5 separate regions of the Mus musculus genome follow, and all the other regions are linked to region 3. A link is a contact called in public promoter capture Hi-C and targeted proximity ligation data. All regions are on one chromosome and are shown on one strand. The core of a region is the stretch at or near the end of the contact, and the rest is flanking DNA. Distances in the headings are between cores, read along the strand shown. Region 1 overlaps Gm41829 (a long non-coding RNA gene). Region 2 overlaps Gm35922 (a long non-coding RNA gene). Region 3 holds the start of Cdc37l1 (cell division cycle 37-like 1). Region 4 holds the start of Slc1a1 (solute carrier family 1 (neuronal/epithelial high affinity glutamate transporter, system Xag), member 1). Region 5 overlaps Rcl1 (RNA terminal phosphate cyclase-like 1).

Region 1 (2,700 bases), core at 157-2,656, 250 kb after region 3:
CATCCCACCACTACATGCTCGTGGCCAGTCTACACCTCTCTCTCTCTCTCTCTCTCTCTCTCTCTCTCTCTCTCTCTCTCTGCCTTTCTCTCAACTCCCTTCCCCATGCACTGAATAAAGTCTGTTCTATACTATACCATCATATGGATGGTCCCTCAGGGAGAAGGGATGGATGGCTCAGTATGGTCCTGCAGAGGCACCTCCACCAAACATATCCCTGGTTTCTTTATCTTTTTATAAAACACAGCACTGTGAAGATGTATATTTCCATGACTGAATGTTACAATTATGTGCACATTGTTGTCATTGATGCAGTGGGGGACTTCTTTTTTTGGCCCTTTTGTCCTCCACTGATTAGAAGCATGAGGAGAAAGAACTGCCCTTCTTTGTCAAGGGCCCAGACTGCCATGTGGACTTGCTGTATCTCAAGTCAACTCAATAATTATTTGTTGAAGGCATGTTTATTGTTCTACCCATTGTGGGAACTAACTCAAACACATTATTTGACCTAACATATAATCTTGCCTAGAAATGCAGACTACAGAAAGCATCTGGTTGAGACATACAAAGCATTAAGGAATAGAGGGAGAACATTGAATGTCACTGCTATTTCCTAGATTATTAAAAACTGATTTCACAGCCAACTGTCATTCATCCAGGAAGTGGTTGTCTTCAGTTCTCCACAGTTTAAGTAGAATTACCAGTATTTTGATGAAGATAGATGCTCCACTACAATTCCTCCGCCTGCAATTTATGTCCCTTTTAAATAAACATTAGATGTGCAATTTTAAAACGATGGCCTAGTTAAAAGATAGGTCAATTTTGTATTTAGTCTTAGATATTGTCTCCAAGAAATGTCATATGTACAGGCAAATATCTCCAAATCTGTGACAATTTCAATCCCCAAAGATTTTGGACATAGATGTTTCTCACCTGTAGCGGTCACTTGTGTGGCTTCTCACCTGTAGTAGTCACTTGCGTGCTGTCTCAACTTTTGCCCTTGGTTTCACTTCCTCTTTCACACCTGGGGAAGTTCCAAACCCTGACAGAGTTGAACTTTTTATTCTGAACTTTGGGGTGGGTGGAGAGACACCCACAACAACGCTGTTGTTGAGCCTTGTGCCAAATTTTTGCTTTCTGGTGGGTTTTTATTTTTGTCTAGTAATCAACTACGGTCAGTCCTTGGTCCCTTTGCCCTCCTTGTCTTCTAGATAGTGTCTTTATGCCTCCGCTTTTATCTTTAAAGCCAGCATTTGTACATATCAGCCACCCCCTTCCTTTGTCAGTTGATCTTCTTTATGCTTGGGGGTGGGGATCAGCCAGCAAATGAGAAGAATCAGCAGTCAGTTTTGTTCCCTTACAATGTCTTCTCTTATTGTCAACTGTGCAGTTTTTCTGCTTAAGAAGCTGCGGTATGTTTGCAGGGTCAGGTGACTGCCTGCAGCTACTCTTGCTCGGTCTGTGGCAGCATCTAGGCTGACAGCCTTTTCTCCGCCTCCCCCACCCACTCGATGGGCTCTTTACAGACTAATGAGCATGGTGAGGACATTAGAGCTATTTTTGTTTTACAAATAGATATAAATCCTTTGAACGACACCCAATGTACCCTATGCCCTTAGCTATTATGTATTATTTATATCAGGATTCTTTTCGAAGTGTTTTCTATGCACAAAATACATACTTAATAAATACCTGTTGTGCTACCAGAGATGAATGTAGTTTAAGATTAAAATGATCTAAAACTAAAGATTCATAATATCCAGAATTCTATGACTATAGATGAATGGAGATTGGTATACCATAATGAGATTTTAAAATATTACTCTGGCTGTAGTCAGTAAAATTTAAATGCATATTTCCTTTAGTCCAGAGAGTCTAAGTGTGTATTTTGGGCAACCTTTTTGTGCTTTGAAATGTATGTACAACACATGTAGTTGTGAAAAATTAGAAAGCTAAATATCCACAAGTAGAGTTTTCAGTAAATTGAGAGTTACCTGTTTCCTGGAGACTATGTAAGAGTTTAAACAAATAGGACAGACTGTAAAGATTAAAATGAGTGTGTGGGGTGAAGAGCTGGTAACAGAAAGTACTAATATGGGATTATCATTTTTGCTTACAGAACTTCGCTGTTGGATATGTGTAAAAAATGCACTCCAGAGAGTGTGAAAGGTTATACACGGGCTCAGTGGTCAATTCTGAAAAATGAAGAGGGATAGGAAAGGCCAAGAGAGATTTACGATATTTTCCAAACATTTAAAACTTTACACAAGTGGCACGTATTAACACTTACTTAGAAATTTAAAACAGAGGACGGTAGTTTTCTCAGCGAACGTACATTAAAATGTTTTTATATCGACAGTAGACATGAAGGCATACACCCTACGCTTTCACGAGGTTTAAGACAAGCATATTTCAGTAATTAATAGTCGCCTTACACGTTTTTCCTGTCATCATTCTTACTAAAGCTGAACTTGCTGGAATGTCCTTGGTTCCCGGCAAGCTTCCTGTGCTTCAGGAAAGGGCTGATTTGACATCTGGGAGGGATGTGTGTGATACCAACATTCTTGTAGCCGTGGAGTACCCAGCCAAAGCCTGCCTTAGGACTGCTACATCCTTTATCATTGTCGTGTGACAAGTGAAGGTGACAGGAAATAAGTAAACAGAAGCACTGCGATTCAATGGGAAAGCAAACAAACAGGA
Region 2 (2,700 bases), core at 10-2,509, 210 kb before region 3:
CATTTCTGTTCTTCTGACAAAACCCTAACTGATAGATTTGGTAAAGGTGAGAGAAATATAATTATACAAGGTATCAAAAAACTCGGGTTTGAGAGCATTTCATTTGTTCTAGAAGTTAAATGGTTCTAAAATAGAGATTAAATGGGATAATTGTATCACTGTTAAGTAGTATATTACTAGTTTGGATCATAACTGCCCTCCAAAAAGCCCATGTGTTCAAGCCTCAATGGCCGCATCCATGGAAGCTGTAGACGTTTAGTATGTGAGGGGTAGTGGAAGGAGGAGAGTTCCCTGGGGCACATGCTCTTCAAGGATGCTATTTTTCCACTCTTTGCTTTCTGGACACCATGAGGTGACAAGTCTTTTGCACTGTATTATGATCCTGCTGTACTATGCCAAACTGCCACAAGCCCAGAGCGACATGGCTAAGTGCCCATGGACCTCTGAAATTGCATGTCAAAAATGTGTGCTTTCTCCTTGTGAACTGCTTATCTTAGGAATTTCTTCCAGTAGTGGAAATCTGAAGGTTGTACACAGTGGTGATTAGAATATTCCAGACAACCCAGAATAGTCCCTCATTTTTCTTGTCTTAGTATTATTGTTGTTTTCTTAATCTTTTGTGTGTTTCGAGACAGGGCTTTACTATATAGTCAAGGCTGGCTCCAAACTCACTAGAAAGCTAAAATTCCAAGTCCCAGGATTACAGGGCTGAGTGACCACACTCACTGCCCTGAGTTCTTTGATTTAGTATTGGGATGAGACAGCCAAAGAGTCCATGGGAGAGACTTGCAAGAAAAGTGAAACTTTGACCACATCTTCTTGTTGCTGTTTTAATTTTGCTTTTCACACAAACCTACAAGGATCTCTTTCTCATAGATTATTCTATGAGTTCCAAATGACCTATAATTCTATTGTTCCATGGTTTCCTTAGTATTTTATCAGGTTTATTATCCATCAAAGCCTTGCCTGGGTTGATCTGAGTGTTCGTTGGGATGCCCAGAGAAGTCGAGGTATCAGGACTCCATACCTCCTAATCTCCAGAGTCAAACTGCTGAAGTAAGGGAGTTAGCATTAATGCATTTTTTTTCTGTTGCATAGATGATTAAACCTCTCAAGATCAAGGCCCTTGTACCTCTGATGTAATTGCAATTGCATCTAACATGGCTTAAGCAGAAAAGCCAAGTCTATTCCTTTCCCAGTGTTCCGTGTGAGGGAAGATGCTCATGATGACCAGGTGGTGTCACTACCACCTAATTAATATATCCAGCTCCTTGGAAATCGTGTCCCACAACTGCGCTGGACTTCTCTTGAACTCTGATTCTATGCTTACACTTCCTGTTTGCCTCCCTTTCTCAAGTGCACAAACTTTGCCAAGAAAACCAGGGACTCTACACAGCTTGGGTTCTCTGAGAGCAAGCAGTGGTGTGTGTTCTGGTGGCCAGGCCTCACTGGAGAAACAAGACTAAAAGAGAGCAGAGGTCATCGCACTAGCTTCCTGGTGTTTGTATCCTAGTGACCAGGGAAGGATCCACTTAATGGACGAGTGAGAGAAGCTGGGTTCGACCTCTTTGTCTTCTTAAATCACCCTTTACAATCTTGCCAGTTTTCAGTAACATTTGAGTTGAATAAAGCTGAATTTTCTTTTTTATGTCTACCACTGCTATACCATTGTTATCCCTGGATAAGCAAATATCTAAGTTTACTATGAAGTTCTTATTTTTATTTGTTGGCTTAAATCTTTTTGTGTAATATATTTTTATCATATCCTTTCCCCTTCCCCTAACTCCTCCAAGATCCTCCATAGCCACCCAACTTCATGTTCTTTCTTTAAAAAGAAATCAGAACAAACAAAAACAAAATAAACAAAAGCAACACACACACACACACACACACACACACACACACACATAGAGTCCATTTTGTGTTGACCATCAGCTCCTCAGAATGTCATGGAGTGTAGCTGATATATCTATCATTGCTCCATTAGAAGAAACTGATTTTCCTGTTCCCAGTGGGTATTACAAACAGCTTCTTGGTTAGAGGTGGGACTTAGTGTCCACTTCCCCTTCTCCGTGTCAGGATTTTGTCTGTCTTGAATGTGTGCCAGGCTTAACGCATGCTGCCACAGTCTGTGTGAGTTCATGTGTGCATCAGCCCTCCTGTTGTGTCTGGAAGGCATCCACCATCTCTGGCTCTTGGATCCCTGAGCCTTGAAGGGAAGAGTTTGAGAAAGACATTCTATTTAGGGCTGGGTTGGCCAAAGTTTGTGGCCATTGTTCATGTATGGGTCTCAGAGTTAGTTCCTCTCTGCTACAGAGGAAGCTTTTCTGACTAGGGCTGAGAGATATGCTGACATATGGGTATAGCAATACATTATTAGGAGCCCTTTTCATGTTTGCTTTCCGTTTTCTGTTTGTTTGGTTTTTTGCTACGCTTCTTTATAAAAATAACAGTAATAGCTGTCTTCCTAGATCCCAAGACCTCTCTAGTCTCAGGTCATGAACGATTATGACTCATCTGGGTAACAAAGAACCTGTGCATCTGGCAGAAGTTATTGGATTATTACTTCTAGTTATTCACAGGCTTAGGATGCTATGTCCTCCGATAGAATTGTTCCTGTACAAGCTCAGACCTGGAAATAATATTTTACCCTTTGTGAATTCCAATCCTCTGGTTGCACTAAAAATCCACAGAAACGGT
Region 3 (2,700 bases), core at 12-2,511:
AGACTTGTTCATTTCAGAGATATTTCCACATCAGCACGCTGAGATCTACTCTTCCATTGCTTCTACTTACTTATTTTTAGCTTTCTTTTACCACCCCAAAACTGTCTTTGTATTAGATTCCGCTGTAAAAATACTGTTGGGTATTTTCCTGATCATGAAAGAGCTGAACTGAAGCACATAGGCTTTTCATGTCATCCCTCTTCCTTAAATGTTACACAGCATGCTTAACAGCATTTTTCTCATCTATCGCTCGACCATTAGGATTAACGAGCCTTTAGCGTTTGCCAGTCAGGGCTAAGGCAGATGACTCAGTAGGTAAAAATGGTAGCTGAGCAAGCATGAGGACGGTAGTTCAAATACCCAACAAACCTGCACCTCTAATCCTAGCTCTAAATGGGCTGAGACAGAAGGCTTGGTGTCAGTTCTCTGAGCTCAGCGAGAAGAAACCTTGTCTCAAGGGAATGCTGTGAAAAATAACAGAGCAGGAGAACTGATGTGGTCCTCTGGCCTACCCTTGTGAACCTCACGCCCCCACACACCCCTACCTACAGTTTGCCAATCAATCAAAGCTTGAAAGACTGATAGTCTGTCGTCTTATCTGATTGCGAATAGACAACAAGCTAAATTGTTAAACGTGCGGGTTGTGAAGTTAGACTTTCCTAGTTCCTAGGTGTCTGTTTCCCTCTCCCTGGTCCTAGAAACTAAAATCAGGGCCTTGCCTGTGTTAGTTAAATGAGCACTCTACTGCCAGGGTACATTCCCAATCTTTGAGTTTTTCGCTTAAAATGTGTTCTCGGGCTATGGTGGGTCATTTTGTCTCAAAAAGAAAAGGGACAGTGAGTACTCGGATCTTCACGATTCTAAAAAGACACGAGGAACGGAAAGCCCTCTGATACGTCTACTACTTGTCTCAATTCTTTACAAATGTGCTTGCCCCAGTATTTTATTTTTAGTGTCCTCCTCCGCTGTAGCAGGGTTTGGAGAACAGTCTTGTCGCGGGTAATTTGAAGTTAAAGGAAAGTTGGCTGTGCTTTCTAAATCGGTCCCCCTCGACTCCGACTTAGATTGCTCTACACGAAGGAGCTTTTGAAATAGAAGAGGGACAAGTCAGAACACCCTTTGAACGCCCGGATCCGAACCTGCAGAAACCCTAGTTAGCTTTCCCGGACTTAAACTCCAGACTTTGCTTCTTCGTCCAGACGTGGCCACGCCCGGTCACGCCCCCGGAAATGACGTCCCGGCCGGCTACTTCTTCTTCCGCAGTCCGCCGGCGGCACAGTCCAGGCCTGCTCCGGGGGTGCATCGGCTTCGCCAGGGGCAGAGGGATTCTGGGTAACGACCGTGGCCGGCCGGGCGGCTGGCTCCGCCCAGCAGGTTCCACTCACGCCAGGGCCGTTGGCGCTGGCGGTTGCCGGGCCCGGACCAGTGGGACATGGAGCAGCCGTGGCCGCCACCGGGCCCCTGGAGCTTCCCGAGGACTGGCGGGGAAACCGAGGAGGAGAGTGACTTAGACGTGTCCCCCTCTTCGTCCCACTACTCTCCGGTACCGGACGGCGGCGCCCAGGTGAGAGCGGCCTGCGTTCTGCCGGGGGCGGGGGATGGGAAATGTCTGCGGGCATCGCGGGGGAGCCTGATGCCAAGCCACAGCTCTGGCAGCATCTTCCGCGAGAAAAGGAGGCGATCACGCGCGCATTCCCGACCTCCACGTCCACGCACACTTGTCCCTGCACCGGGGCTGGTTGCCCCTCACCTTTGCGAGAGGTTCCTCCTCCCCCTCTCTGCTGCTGTCTGCGTGGAGCTTTGGGGGCCGCTCAAGTGTATAACATTGACCCTTTGTCCTCTGGTGCGTGCTTTCATCCGAGCCTTTATTACGAGCTCCAGCTACTTTGTGCACAGTTGATAGGAACAGAGAGTGATTGTACTTCTAAAATAGTACACCGAGTCCTGACATAAACATCTCACGTGCTCTTTGCCGCGCTGACATCTCAGCAAATTCTGTAAGCCTTGCCTTTGACGCTGGCACACACCTCCGTTTCTATCATTGGTCCTTTACTGTATTCATAGTTTGATTCCGCGTCAGCCTCCGGTGAAAACATACAGCCACCGAATTGGCTTTCAGGCTTCTTCCCGAAGTTTCTGATACTACATGTGTTTTTCAACCCAGCTTTCTTGCCTCGGAAACTGTCAAGTGTTATATGCCAGTTATGGCTTTTATAGGGGTGCTGTGCTATGCTGCGAACATCACCTTCTCCCGACTTTTCACCTGGGTGTGTTTTGAACCAGATTTCAAAAGCATAGACTGAACACTAATCTTTTCAATGAAATTGATTGTAGGTGTCTGATTTCCAGGCGTTTTTGCAAAAATGTGGTCCAATATTATAATAGCTTTTCTTAAAGATGACTGGTTTAAATTGTCTGCCCGCAAGTCAGTCAGCTGAGTTGATTGGGCTCACCCACAGTATGCTGTTTCATAACCACAGACTATGGTCAGCCAACTAGTCATAGGGAAAGTAAGGCAAAATGAGAATTGATGGGTCAGTAGTCACCTAGTTACGGATCACTAGTATCATCTGTGTATACTTAGTATTGCAGAGGGAGAAAACGAAAAGTTGCTGGTGTCAATTTGGACAGGCAAGGGGAAACTGCCTCAATTTCAGTGCACTGTGGTTGACTCGAAGAAGTAATCCAAGAAACCCAACA
Region 4 (2,700 bases), core at 60-2,559, 160 kb before region 3:
TGGAAGAGCAGTCAGTGCTCTTACCCGCTGAGCCATCTCTCCAGTCTTTTCCTTGATAGTTTGCCCTCTTCGGGAATTTTTATTCCCAGCTCTTCCCCCAAGAAACCAGTAATCTCGAGGGAGTTTCCTCTCTCCTGATTTTTTTCTTTTTTTCTTTTGAGAATTTAACACCTGGAAAGGAGGTGAGATCATTCATAGTATAGTGTGCATGGTTAATAATGCTTAATCCATTGTCTTTTGAAGGGTTTTTAAAAATCACTCTGAACCAAAAGAATGAGGCTTTAATTGGGGGATTCTAGTGGTCGAGTAATCTGGTCAAGGAGAGTCCCCTGACAGCCAACTAAAGAGTAAACCCCAGAATGCAAAAAGGGCACAGGGCTCACTTAGTTAGTGATATGCTAAGGAGATAAGAGTCTGTTTAAAACCTGGCGTGGTGGCACACGCCTTTAATCCCAGCACTCAGGAGGCAGAGGAAGGCGGATTTCTGAGTTCGAGGCCAGGCTGGTCTACAAAGTGAGCTCCAGGATAGCCAGGGCTATACAGAGAAATCCTGTCTCAAAAAACCAAAAAAAAAAAAAAAAAAAAAAAAAAAAAAGGAGTCTGCTTAAGTAAGAGTAAAACCAGAATAAGAAATTCAGGTAGCAAAGTGTGTGACCACACTAACCCAGATTCTCCCAACTACACCCTGTAAGGTATTTGGCCTTGGGGATAGAATAGGCCCGCCCACCTTCCCACACCAGCAGGCCTTAATTACCCAGTAATGGCCACAAGGCGAGTCCCTAGGGGTGCATTTGTTAAGTTGTGCAAGAGATGACCACGCCCACGCGCAAGGTGTACAACCAAGCCTTGGTCCGGGCAGATCCTGTCTGACCCTCGAGTCAGAGAATAATCCCGCAGGGAATATCAGAGAATTAAATAGTCCCGCAGGTAATATCAGAGATCACGTGGGGAAAAAAAACCCCAAAGCTGCTGACAGTGCGTCACCCCAAAGCTGCTCTGACAGTGTGTCCCTTCTTGTGGCTCTGAAGCCTGAGGCCCAAGGCAGAAACGCGTCCCATATCAAATCCCTTCGCACTGGGCTAGGGCTGTGCGTCCCCAAGGAGACTGGTGAGGATCGTAGTGGGTCAGAAGCTCCTCGGTGGGACACCTCCACCGGGAGCCCAAGGGGACTTGATCGCCCCACGCGCACCATCCCGCCGGGACGCTCCGCCCTCCGTCTCGCTGGTTGGCCCGGTCGCTGCAGCGAGCGGCGGCGGGAGGAGCCAGGCGCGCCCGCCACGCAAAACCACCGTGCTCGGTCCCCAGCGGCAGTGGCAGCGCTGACAGCGGCCGGTGCGCGTTGTCTCCACTGTGCCCTGCATCCCGCATCTCGCATCGGCCAGGCTACCCGACTCATCGCAAACGTCAGTGCTCACCATGGGGAAGCCCACGAGCTCGGGATGTGACTGGCGCCGCTTCCTACGGAATCACTGGCTGCTGCTCTCCACCGTGGCCGCCGTGGTACTAGGTGAGTCGCGCGCGGGGGCACCAGGCGCGTGCCCGAGGCCAGGCCGCGTGCGGGACCGGGTGGGCTCGGCGTGGCACGCGCTGCCCGCATTCCCCGGTACTGGGCCCCCAAGCTCCAGATCAACCAGAGCGCTTTGGTGTCACCCGGGGGAAACAATGTTCTTAACCCCCTCCCTCCCCCATACTGGTGCTCCACGGGCTGCTGTCTCTGCTTTCTCCAAAATGATCAGAGGGCGCGTGAAAGGTGGGCAGGGGTCCTTTGAAAACAAGCGGGGTTAAATGGGGTTTAATTTGATCTTCATCCTTAACTGTTCCCACCACTTGCACACACCACCATCACCACCACCACCATCACCTTCGTGCCCAACCGCGACTGTATGAATTACTGTTCTCTGTCAGATTTAAAGAGACATCTGAGCCCGCGGAATGGTGGAGACCTTGGGAATGTTGGAGCAGAGGGTAGATACCTTCTTAGAGGGTACCTCTCCAGTCAGATTCATGCCTCATTTCTGAGCCAGCAGTTGTGGTTCACTGAGGCCACAGGGAACCAGCGCTGAGAGAACCCAACCCCCTTCTTCCTCCTGGGCAAGCTGCTCACCACGTTTTTCTATCGAAAATAATATAAGCTGCTTTTATTTGTTTTCACACTTGGGTGTATTTAAGTGGCCCATGCCTGACATACCGCTGAGCCAGGACTAGGTGGATGTCCGGGCCATTGCTCAGAGATTTGAGTTACTTGTGTTTAGAATCTCATTTTCTGGCCAGGTTGTCTGTATAACCTAAACTTGGCAATGTGCTGTAGGGTGGGAACCCTGTGGGTCTTCACACCCCAGGTGGGGCCATCCAGCAGGTAAGGACAGGTGCACCTTGAGAGAAAGTGGATTCCTAGCCAGGCTCCACCCTCTATCTGGAAGTTACAGCTGCCTCTGCTGGAAAGGGGACGATGGGGCAGCCCCTTCTCCCTGGGCACTGCACCTTGCTCCTGAGTCTGGGAATGCTTGGTGTTGCCTGCTCCTGTCCAAGGTCTTCCCCGCCAAAAATAAAATGCCTTTGGAAGTTAATGGAATCCTTGGGGTCACATGGGTTCCTCCAGAACCTTATGCAAAGGGAAGTCAGGCTTCCAGTAAATAAATAACATCCTGAATCGCATTAACAGAGGATGTTGGTGGGAGGAGAGGAGTGCAAAAGAACCCA
Region 5 (2,700 bases), core at 103-2,602, 140 kb after region 3:
AAGGCCTGCATTTCAAATGTACTTTGCCACATTTCAGCTGAGTGGGCTGAGCGTGTTCAGCCTCTTCTCCCAGCATGTGCTCATTTGTAAATGAAGACAAGACTGAGCTAACGTTGATGTTATTTGCATGCTCGGATACCTGGAAGCCTGTTGACATCATATTCTGTGATTGTTAGGTACTGTGAGAGTCTTTGTAAAGTGCAGAGAGGGAGGAAGCAAGGGCATGCAAACTTCCTCTCGCCTTGGTTCTTCTTAGTGTTCCTCGGAGTCTACTCCTCTAATGAAGAACACATCTGTCTTCGCTGTGTGCCCCGTGTGTGCCTTTGCTTACTGGGTGTCCGCCCTTGCATCTCTAGGTCTCCAGGCTTTGGGCTGTCGCTGGTTGCAGAGACTACCAACGGTACCTTCCTGAGTGCGGAACTGGCCTCCAATCCCCAGGGCCAGGGAGCAGCAGTGCTTCCCGAGGACCTCGGCAGGAACTGTGCAAAGCTGCTACTTGAAGAGATCTACAGGGTATGTCCCCTGGCTCTGCAGGCGCAGAGAAAGGAACAGTCAGGAAAAGACGATCGGATGTCTTTCCTTCTGTACTCCTTTCTGGGCACTTGAGCTAAAGAGCTCGCCTGTGTTCGAGTATCAAGCAGTTTAGAATTAACTAGTTGAATGGGTTCATTGAACTAGTCCATGAACAAGTCTGCTCTACTGGGACACAGAAGATATAGCTTTTCATGGGGACGGAGGAGAGGAGGGAGTGAGGGTTCAAAATAAAGCAACCAGGGAAGGCTAAGATGATGGCTGGCGCACTGGCCTGACCAAAAGGAGTGTCCCCCACTTCTACCACCACCCCTCTTTCATCTGCCTCTGTCTGTCTCTGTCCCTCCCTCCCTCCCTCTCTCTCACTCTCTCTCTCTCACACACACACATACACACACACACACACACACACACACACACACACCTCTCCCCATCTGTTTTGATTTTTCTGTGTGTTTGCCTGCATGAATATATGTGCACCACATACATACTTGGTGCCTGGGAAGGCCAGAAGAGGTTGTCAGATCCCCTGCAGTACGTGGCTACGAGCCAGTCTGTGAGTGCTGTGGTGAATCTGAGTGCTCTTCGTGAGCAGCAAGTGGGCTTAACTCCAAGCCATTTCTTTAGTCCCAGGACTACAGCCTCTCAGCTGCCCCAGCTGCTGCTCTGTGGAGATAGGGACTCACCTTCAGATTTATCAAGGTAGAAATCTGGATTTGTGTGTGGATAGAGTTGTGCCGTTTATTCTAGGGCATTGAAGACTGTTTGGGGAAGGCCAGACTGTCACAGCGTGGTGGAGGCTCTGGGAAGTGTGAGAACTTGGCATTGTTAAAGATAGACTTTAGCCAGTTACTACGTGTGTCTGTGGTTGTGTGGGTAGGATGCAGGTCAGGCAGGTGACCTGACTTCTTCATGGCTACAAACTGTTGATCACATGTGCAGCAGGCACAAAAGTGAGCACACACTTGACTTTCCCACGGCTGAGGTGTCTGACAGGAAGGAGGAGATCGTGAGGGAAGAGAAGATGCTGGCAAGAGGAAAGTGTGTTCCTAAGCGAGCCCATTATGGATACAGTTCCTGCACAGTTGAAGACTGCTTACAATTGTAGTCTGCTCCCCTGTCCAAGCTGATCCAAGCCGGCCTTGAACCCTGCGCACTAGTCATGTGATGAACGTCATCATTCTACCTAATTAAAGATAGGAGCCCCTCCTGATACAGCTGAAGAGCAAGGCGTAGCCATTGTGCTTGCTGCTAGGAGCAGTGGAGCCAGGGAGTGAGACCTCCTTTAGGACACGGCCTGTCAGTAATCTTGTGTAGCCCAGGTCTGGTGCAGGGTTTTTGGTGCCACATCAGTTTATTTTTAATGACAGATCTAGCGCTGGTTTTGAGAGATAGGTGGTAGTTAGACGTCTGTGGGTAGAAGGATAAAGCCATTGATTCACCAGTTACTTAATTCATAGAGTTTTATAACATTTCCCATCTCTGTGTTGTCAGGTAGAAGGGTACAGTGGTAACTGTCTGCCTCTGAGATTCTCGTTGGCTTGTGTAGGTCTCCACCTGACCTTGTGGGCTGCTGTGTCCTCTCTCCAACTATGGGGACACTTACGTCCCTTTCTAGGAGACCATGGGAGAACGGCAGACACCATGACCCAGAGGAGTTCAGCAGGAGCCCATGGGCACAGCTGGCATTTGGGTTTCCCACCAGTCACGGGAGGAAAACCTGTGTTAGATTAATTGAGGTCTTTTAAAAACTATTATTGTTCCTCAAGCAAGTTTGCTTTGTTTTAGTCATTAAGAAAACTTCCTGTTAGTGTCTAGTCCTTAATTACTAAAAGGCTGAAACACTTCATGCTATTTTGACTAATTCTCTGTAGGTCTGTGGTGTGACATGGAAGCATAAGACCCTCATATATATATATAGAGAGAGAGAGAGTGAGTCTCTGACCCAGTTCCTTCTGCTCAGGGGTTTCCGTGTACCAGTTTCTGCTCATGGGTTACCATGTACCAGGGGTTCTGTCCTGCTGTCTTTCCACCTCTCCTCACCTCACACTCGAGTGGGAGCCGCTCTTGTCTTCAGCGGGAGATTCTTTGCACATCCTCTTCAACCTCCCTCTCATTTCCTTCCATACCTGGACTCAGTCTCCTTCTGCCCATTTGCAGAGCCCTGCA

What was found. Promoter capture Hi-C pulls out the DNA fragments that hold promoters and counts their contacts.
Region 1: a contact with region 3 is called in a targeted proximity ligation map of memory CD8 T cells, with 10 read pairs. A contact is called at or near these places in 5 of 39 promoter capture datasets (the C10 cell line, frontonasal cranial neural crest, liver and 2 more), 4 of 484 Hi-C or Micro-C datasets (CD8 T cells, LSK cells, pre-B cells and 1 more), 11 of 130 datasets of targeted methods (bone marrow-derived macrophages, craniofacial prominence, effector CD8 T cells and 8 more) and 2 of 9 other capture datasets (adipose tissue and liver).
Region 2: a promoter capture Hi-C map of the HPC-7 cell line shows a contact between it and region 3, with 3 times the contacts expected there. A contact is called at or near these places in 10 of 39 promoter capture datasets (the 3T3-L1 cell line, 3T3-L1-derived adipocytes, the HPC-7 cell line and 6 more), 4 of 484 Hi-C or Micro-C datasets (cerebral cortex and cortical neurons), 10 of 130 datasets of targeted methods (the NIH/3T3 cell line, bone marrow-derived macrophages, embryonic forebrain and 5 more) and 1 of 9 other capture datasets (pancreatic islet).
Region 4: a contact with region 3 is called in a promoter capture Hi-C map of neural stem cells. A contact is called at or near these places in 4 of 39 promoter capture datasets (embryonic stem cells, hippocampal neurons, neural stem cells and 1 more), 3 of 130 datasets of targeted methods (embryonic stem cells, oligodendrocyte precursor cells and pancreatic cancer cells) and 1 of 9 other capture datasets (adipose tissue).
Region 5: a promoter capture Hi-C map of liver shows a contact between it and region 3. A contact is called at or near these places in 2 of 39 promoter capture datasets (3T3-L1-derived adipocytes and liver) and 1 of 130 datasets of targeted methods (embryonic stem cells).

What each region holds. Positions count from the first base shown.
Region 1 is chr19:29,235,840-29,238,539 of GRCm38.p6, forward strand. Gm41829 (a long non-coding RNA gene) reads right to left here. Exons shown (of 2, transcript XR_877802.2): 2 at 2,218-2,700. Among named protein-coding and RNA genes, the nearest start is that of Gm41829, 8.2 kb to the right of the region's middle.
Region 2 is chr19:28,775,777-28,778,476 of GRCm38.p6, forward strand. All of the region lies in intron 2 of Gm35922 (a long non-coding RNA gene), which reads left to right. Among named protein-coding and RNA genes, the nearest start is that of Gm35922, 17 kb to the left of the region's middle.
Region 3 is chr19:28,989,106-28,991,805 of GRCm38.p6, forward strand. Cdc37l1 (cell division cycle 37-like 1) reads left to right here and starts at 1,262. Exons shown (of 7, transcript NM_025950.4): 1 at 1,262-1,564. The coding sequence starts at 1,433.
Region 4 is chr19:28,833,826-28,836,525 of GRCm38.p6, forward strand. It overlaps Slc1a1 (solute carrier family 1 (neuronal/epithelial high affinity glutamate transporter, system Xag), member 1), which reads left to right and starts at 1,310. Exons shown (of 12, transcript NM_009199.3): 1 at 1,310-1,507. The coding sequence starts at 1,417. The region is part of intron 2 of Gm52404 (a long non-coding RNA gene); the gene reads right to left.
Region 5 is chr19:29,130,294-29,132,993 of GRCm38.p6, forward strand. Rcl1 (RNA terminal phosphate cyclase-like 1) reads left to right here. Exons shown (of 9, transcript NM_021525.2): 7 at 357-513. Among named protein-coding and RNA genes, the nearest start is that of Mir101b, 3.6 kb to the right of the region's middle.